Regions from separate parts of the Callithrix jacchus genome. Here region 2 is linked to region 1. A link is a contact called in public Hi-C data. All regions are on one chromosome and are shown on one strand. The core of a region is the stretch at or near the end of the contact, and the rest is flanking DNA. Distances in the headings are between cores, read along the strand shown.

Region 1 (3,018 bases), core at 375-2,874:
GTAGGATCCGTTTAGCAGTAAAATTATTCTTTGTGTATGAAGATTACTGGACATCTCTATATAAACCAGGAAAAGGTTCTAGAAGGGGAAGTATTTCAAGGTTCTTAGTTCCTGGAGAAGTGGTTGAAAATTTTATGTAGTTTAACATGCCGTGGTGAACATTAAATTGGGCCTTAATGACTGTGGAGACGAAGAGGAGTTAGAACAACATCACATTATTGTGTCTGAAGGGAGAGAACACTAATCAATCTCTTCAGACACATGTTTTAATGTAATTTTTAATATGGTCATTAACTTTTAAAGCACAAGTCTGTCTGACCTTTTGTAATCAATTAAAAATATTTTGACTTGACTTTTTTAGATGTGTAGTTAGTAGAAAGGTTTAGCATATATAATGCTTTTTTTTTCTGGCAGTTTATAAGTTGCCAGTGATGGGCTTAGAGATAATTAGAAAGTTTTGTGGGCCATGAGACTGAATAATTGAATTGAATAAAGGCTAAATTAAAATTTGAATCTAATTAAAATCCTGTGTATTTGGCTGTAATTAAAACCAAGTTGCCAGATAGTGTTTGCTTTTGGAATTGAAGTATAATGTATGAATATAGAAAAACAAATTCATTAGCAAAATCGCTAAGTTTTCTTTTTCTTTTTGAATTTTGGCTAAAAAAGTGATTTGGGTACTTTTGCCTTGAAATACCTAATTCTGTATTAATTTTACCTTTTAAAATATCTTTTGATCTATAGCAGTTGAGAAGTTTCCTAGTATTTTCCCTAACCATCACACCCCTTTGAACAAAATGATCTCCTTTAGAGATGAGTGAGGCCAGCTATATGAAGATAGTTTTATAATGCTATATCCTGTGATACATTCTACCACTTTAAAAAGCAGTTCTCTTTAGGGCATATGGTTTTTTTGGTACGAAACCAAGTTCTTCAGTTTTTATAAAAATGTCCAGTTGAAAATAGAAAATATTTGGGAATGGAAAATAGACATCAAATATTCTCAATTTTAAAAACTTTTTATTTGGGGAGGGTGGGGAGGGTTGTGGGTAAAAGATGGACATTTATATATAGGTTTTTTTCCCCAGAACAGTGGAAGGCAGAATAATTTTCAGCGATGTTCTAATTTAGCCTTATTTGCCTGGCTACATTTTGTGACTGTCAGAAATTGTGTAATGTGGGGAGCAGATTGTGATTCCACTAGGGGGCAGCAGAGGCCAAACCTTAGCATTGCATACTCGTTGGCAGCCGTTTAGATCTTAGCAGCAAAAAGGAAGATGGCCACTAGTTAAAATCGATAATAACTTGTGAAGAGTTCCTGGTTGTTTGTGGGAGACTACTGGTACTTTATGGAATAGCTAATGAGAATTTCTTAGTAGTATGTTTAATTGGTTTGTGAATTGTAAAAAGTAAAAAGACAGTTTTCATGAGCATTAACTTTGCAAGGCTTACCATATGTACCTTAGATCCAAGACAGAAGCAGTCTTTGCTAGTGAAAATGATTTCTTTCATTCCTTTAGCTTCCATTTGTGAAGGTCTACAGTCTGCTTCTCCTAGAGAGCGGCTGATGCTTCTTTACATGGCCTTCTGTCTTTGTTGGTGTCTGAGATTTAAAGGTTGCATAAAAGGTCACAGCAAATTTATTTTGCATCTTGAAGCAGTGAGGAGCTGGGGTGCAATATAGCCAATAGGGCTGTAGGGGTAGCTGAGGAGGCTGATAGTTCTTAGGAGTCTGTTTCCCAGGCACCCCTTGGGAATAGGGGTATTCTTACTTTGTTCTCCTGTCTAGTCAATACAGCAGGCAGAGTGTTCCTTCTAAAACATAAGTCAGATTATGTCACTCCTCTGATGCTATACCATTGCACTCAGAGTGAAAGCCAGTGACCCCCTGGGCCTAAACTATTCATCCCTTTCCCCCCAGTTTCCTAGTATTCTCCCCTTGTTCTCTATGCTCCATTCTGGTCCTGCTGTTTCTTGTACGTGCCGGGCATGCTTTTGCTGGTAGGGCCTTTATATTGGTGCTCTCTCTTTTCTGCTGGAATGCGTTTTCCTCAGGTATCCACATGGCTTCCTCATCCTCCCCAACCACTCCTTTTTACCCTCCTCTACATTCTTTTTTTTTGAAGTCCTTTATCACCTTCAAATACAGAATTTACTTAGTATATTTTTAAATTGTTTTTCACCTTGTTTGATTGTAAGTTCCACAAAGGCAGCAATGCTTGTCTAATATATTGATGTGCCCTAAGTGTGTAGAACAGGACATGGCATGTAGTAGACATTTGAGATAACGATTCAGACCCATGAATCAGATCTTACCTAATATGTTAATTATCCTAACATGTTAGTTACTTATTCTGTATAACAAATTGACCCATGGCTTGGTGGCTTAAAGCAAAAACCATTTATTATCTTGCATCTTCTGGGGGTCAGGAACTCAGTGTGGTTCCTCTGGGTCCTCTGGCTCTCAGTCTCTCACCAGGCTGTAATGAAGGTGACAGATGGTACTTTTCGGTTCAACGAGGGTTGCATCAATTCTCAGATTTATTCACATAGTTGTTGCCAGATTCATTTCCTCCTCGATGGTTGGTCAGAGGCATCTCTCAGTTCCTTTTCGTGTGGTCTTCGTCACAGGGCAGCCACAATACGGTAACTGACCTCATCAGAGAGGGCAAGTGAGAGCTGAGGGAGAGAAAGATGCAGCAGTGATGTCTTTCATGGCCTGACGTGGAAGTCACAGTCCGTCTTAACTGTAACTTCCTAGTGGCTGCATATCAGCTCTATTCCTTGTGGGGGACAACACGAGGGTGTCAATACCAGGAGGTACAGATTATTGGGAGTTGTTTTAGAAGCTGTCCGCCCTACCCAACATCAAATTTTATCATTGATTTCAAGGATAAAAGCAATCCCGAGATATAGGTGAAACAGGAAGAGGCGTGGGATCTCCATTATAGCTCCCTGGTATTTTTTTGTCAAATCAGAGCCTGCTCTGGCCCAGGTTAACATAGAAGACTCTAAATA
Region 2 (3,018 bases), core at 190-2,689, 1.2 Mb after region 1:
ATTTTTATAGCTCTTTCCACATCGTTACGTGAGGTAACTTCATTGATCATATCATACTGGCCTTCCTCAGTTTCTCCAAACAGAGCCAGCTCTTTCTCCCAGCATGGCATTTGCACATGTCATTCCATCTGGAACAATCCATTCTCCCATCCTCTTCAGTGTTTCTCCATTGCAAGCTCCCAGCCAGTCCCGGGTCTCAACTAACATGTCATCTCCGCTGAGATTCTGCCGATCACCCTACTCCCTGACCTGAAGTAATGCAGCCACACCACCACACACCCTCCGCTGCCCTCCGCTTGGCTTCCCTATGTAACTCCTGCATCATTGCCTTCATAACCCTTAGCACAATTGGTAATGACTTTGTTTGTTTGCTTCTGTCTTCCTCGTTGGAATAAAAAGTTTATGAGGTCAAGAACACATCTGTCATCACAGTTGTGTCTCCAGTAGACATGTGGTTGGCACTCAACAAATATTTGGGAAATAAATGAATGGTCTCATCATAACCTAGCACAGTACACAGAGCAGGAATTATTATCCCCATTTCATAGGTAAAATCTCAGAGGTGCTTCAGAGCTTGCACCAAAACACACAATCAGGAGCATAACTTAGGTCTTTTTACACAAGTTCAAGATTTGAGTCCGGAAGCCTTATAGCTAGGTGACACTGGGCACTTCACATAACCTCCATGTTTCTGTCTCTCCATCTGAAAAATAAGAAATAAAACAGAAACCTGCCTCATGGTTGTTATGGGGATTAAACAAGGCTTAGAATGCTTTTCCATTGGGAAATACTCAATTTCACAGAGAAATGTAACCGTCTGATACCAGATCACAGATCTTGATGAAGGCAGCAGTATTATAACGTATATAGCGTGGGCTGCACTCAGGAGAATCGAGAAGCTTTGTGACACAGGGAAGGTTTTTTTTATTAGAAAGGGAGGCTGAGATGTCAAAGAGACATCAGCCTCAGAGTTTCACATCTGGGTGGCTGTCTACCAATCATAACCTAGGTCCCTTCTTGGTGCCCATGGAAGTTGGTTTGTTTCACAAATCTTAAAAATTCATTTATGAACATCAGAGCTTGCTAGTTATGGCCTGAACTAAGAAAAGGCTCTCTTTTCTTGAGCCTTCGTTTGTGGAATTACGAGACATGCTTTTGCTTCGTTCAATAGCGCAGGCTCTGACCACTAGAGGGCACTGCTCCATCAGTTGTACGAGACGTTGTCTCCAGGCGTCCTCATTCCTGTGGCTGTGACTCTGAAACGATGGTTTTGTAGCAATTTCTTCAGAAACGTGGTTGGTCACTGACCCAATCATCTCTCCTTCACGATTTGCAGAATAAACTCTCCTGGCCTCAGCGTTGCAAGGATGGAAACAAACACTCCTGTTTCTGAACCAGAGTGGGTTCTCAGAGTTTTGGTTTCTTTTCTGCAGCCTATCTTGTGACTCTGCCTCCTAAGCTGCTGAGATTGTTTCTCTACTGAAGAGGAGTGATAGACTGACTGTGCCCTCGTGGGTAGTTCTATCAGTAAGCAGGTCAGAAGGATAACCCCCTTCTCCTGCTCTCTGCAAAATATTCATTTCCAAAACACTCACTGACTGCTGGATTACATACAACAGGAACCCGGGGAGGGTATCGCCCCAGTCATTTATCGTGGGTCAAGTGGCTGCTTGGGCTCTGTGCCAACAAGACCCTAATCTCAAGTATGTGCAGAGTAGAAAGTAATTTATTAAACTGGCACCTTCGATGAGTAAGGAAGAGCAAAAATGAATACAATTTCTTTAGAAAAATTAAAATGTTCTGACTGGCTTCTATGAGCAGTTTGTACTCTCAGGAATTCTCTGCTTTCTTCAGTCCTTCAAAGCTCTGTCCACAAACTTAGAAAAATAAACCAATATTACGGGGGCGAGGGGAGCTTTAAACACCTACAGATCACGGAAGAGAAAGAGTGTCTACCTCTCCTGGAAGTTTTAAGATGTATGAATCTTCAATAAATATCAAAAGTTCATTAATTCCTCATTTTAAACTCATGGCTTATTAATTCATTCAGCAAAATTAAACATCTTCTACTTAGCAGAAACTGTTCTAGGTACTAAGAAGTACGTATAGGATACAGGCAGTAAATACAGAATAATTATTGTTTTTTCACAACTTTTTACCTTTTTTAATTAACTGTTTTATTTGAGATCATTGTGGATTCACATTCAGTTTAAGAAATAACAAGGATCCCATGTACCCTTCCCCAGATTCCTCCAGTAGTAGCATCTTGCAAAACTATGGTACAATGGAACAACCAGTATATTGACGTTATACAGTCAAAACAGATATTTCCAACACCACAGGGATCTCTCATGGCGCTCTTGTACTGAAACACACATCTTCCTTCCCATACCCCATATATGGTCTTAGACCCTGGTAACCACTAATCTAGTCTCCATTTCTGTAAGTTTGTCATTATTTTGAGATTATTTTGTCATAATTTTGAGATTATTCTACAAGTGGAATCATGCATTATCGATTTTTCACTCAGCATAATTCTCTAGAGATTCACCCAAGTTTTTGTTATGTATCAATGGACTATTCCTCTTTATTGCTGAATAATAGTCTGGGGTTTGAATATAGCATAGTTTGTTTAACTACTTATCATTGAAAGATATCTAGATTGTTTCTAGTTTTGTGTGTTACAAACGAAACAGCTATAAACATTCATGTACAGTATTTGGTATCAACATAAGTTTTCATTTTTCTGGAATAAATGTCCAAGAATATAATTGCTAGGTCATATAAGTATTACATATTTAATATTTTAAGAAATTACAAAACTGTTTTCCAGAGAGGCTGTACCACTTTTATTACCACCAGCAATGTATGAATGTTGTCATTATATTTTATTTGAATCATTCTAGTAGATGTCTAGTAATATCTCATTGTGGTTTTAATTCGCATTTCCTTGATTGCTAATGATCTTGAACATCTTTTCATGTGTTTAATTGCCATCAGTATATGTCCTTTAATGAA

What was found. Hi-C and Micro-C count contacts between places; a contact is called where the count stands out from the background.
Region 2: a contact with region 1 is called in a Hi-C map of skeletal muscle, with 7 times the contacts expected there. The contact joins two enhancer-like sites. A contact is called at or near these places in 2 of 3 Hi-C or Micro-C datasets (both in skeletal muscle).

Annotation. Positions count from the first base shown.
Region 1 is chr10:8,463,332-8,466,349 of calJac240_pri, forward strand. The region is part of intron 8 of DDX10 (DEAD-box helicase 10); the gene reads left to right. Among named protein-coding and RNA genes, the nearest start is that of DDX10, 32 kb to the left of the region's middle. Within about 2 kb of position 1,625, at least 2 of the 16 cell types and tissues checked have an H3K27ac peak or open chromatin away from gene starts, as enhancers often do. A contact at or near this core is called in skeletal muscle, where this site is marked.
Region 2 is chr10:9,657,897-9,660,914 of calJac240_pri, forward strand. No RefSeq gene overlaps it. Among named protein-coding and RNA genes, the nearest start is that of ZC3H12C, 150 kb to the right of the region's middle. Within about 2 kb of position 1,440, at least 5 of the 16 cell types and tissues checked have an H3K27ac peak or open chromatin away from gene starts, as enhancers often do. A contact at or near this core is called in skeletal muscle, where this site is marked.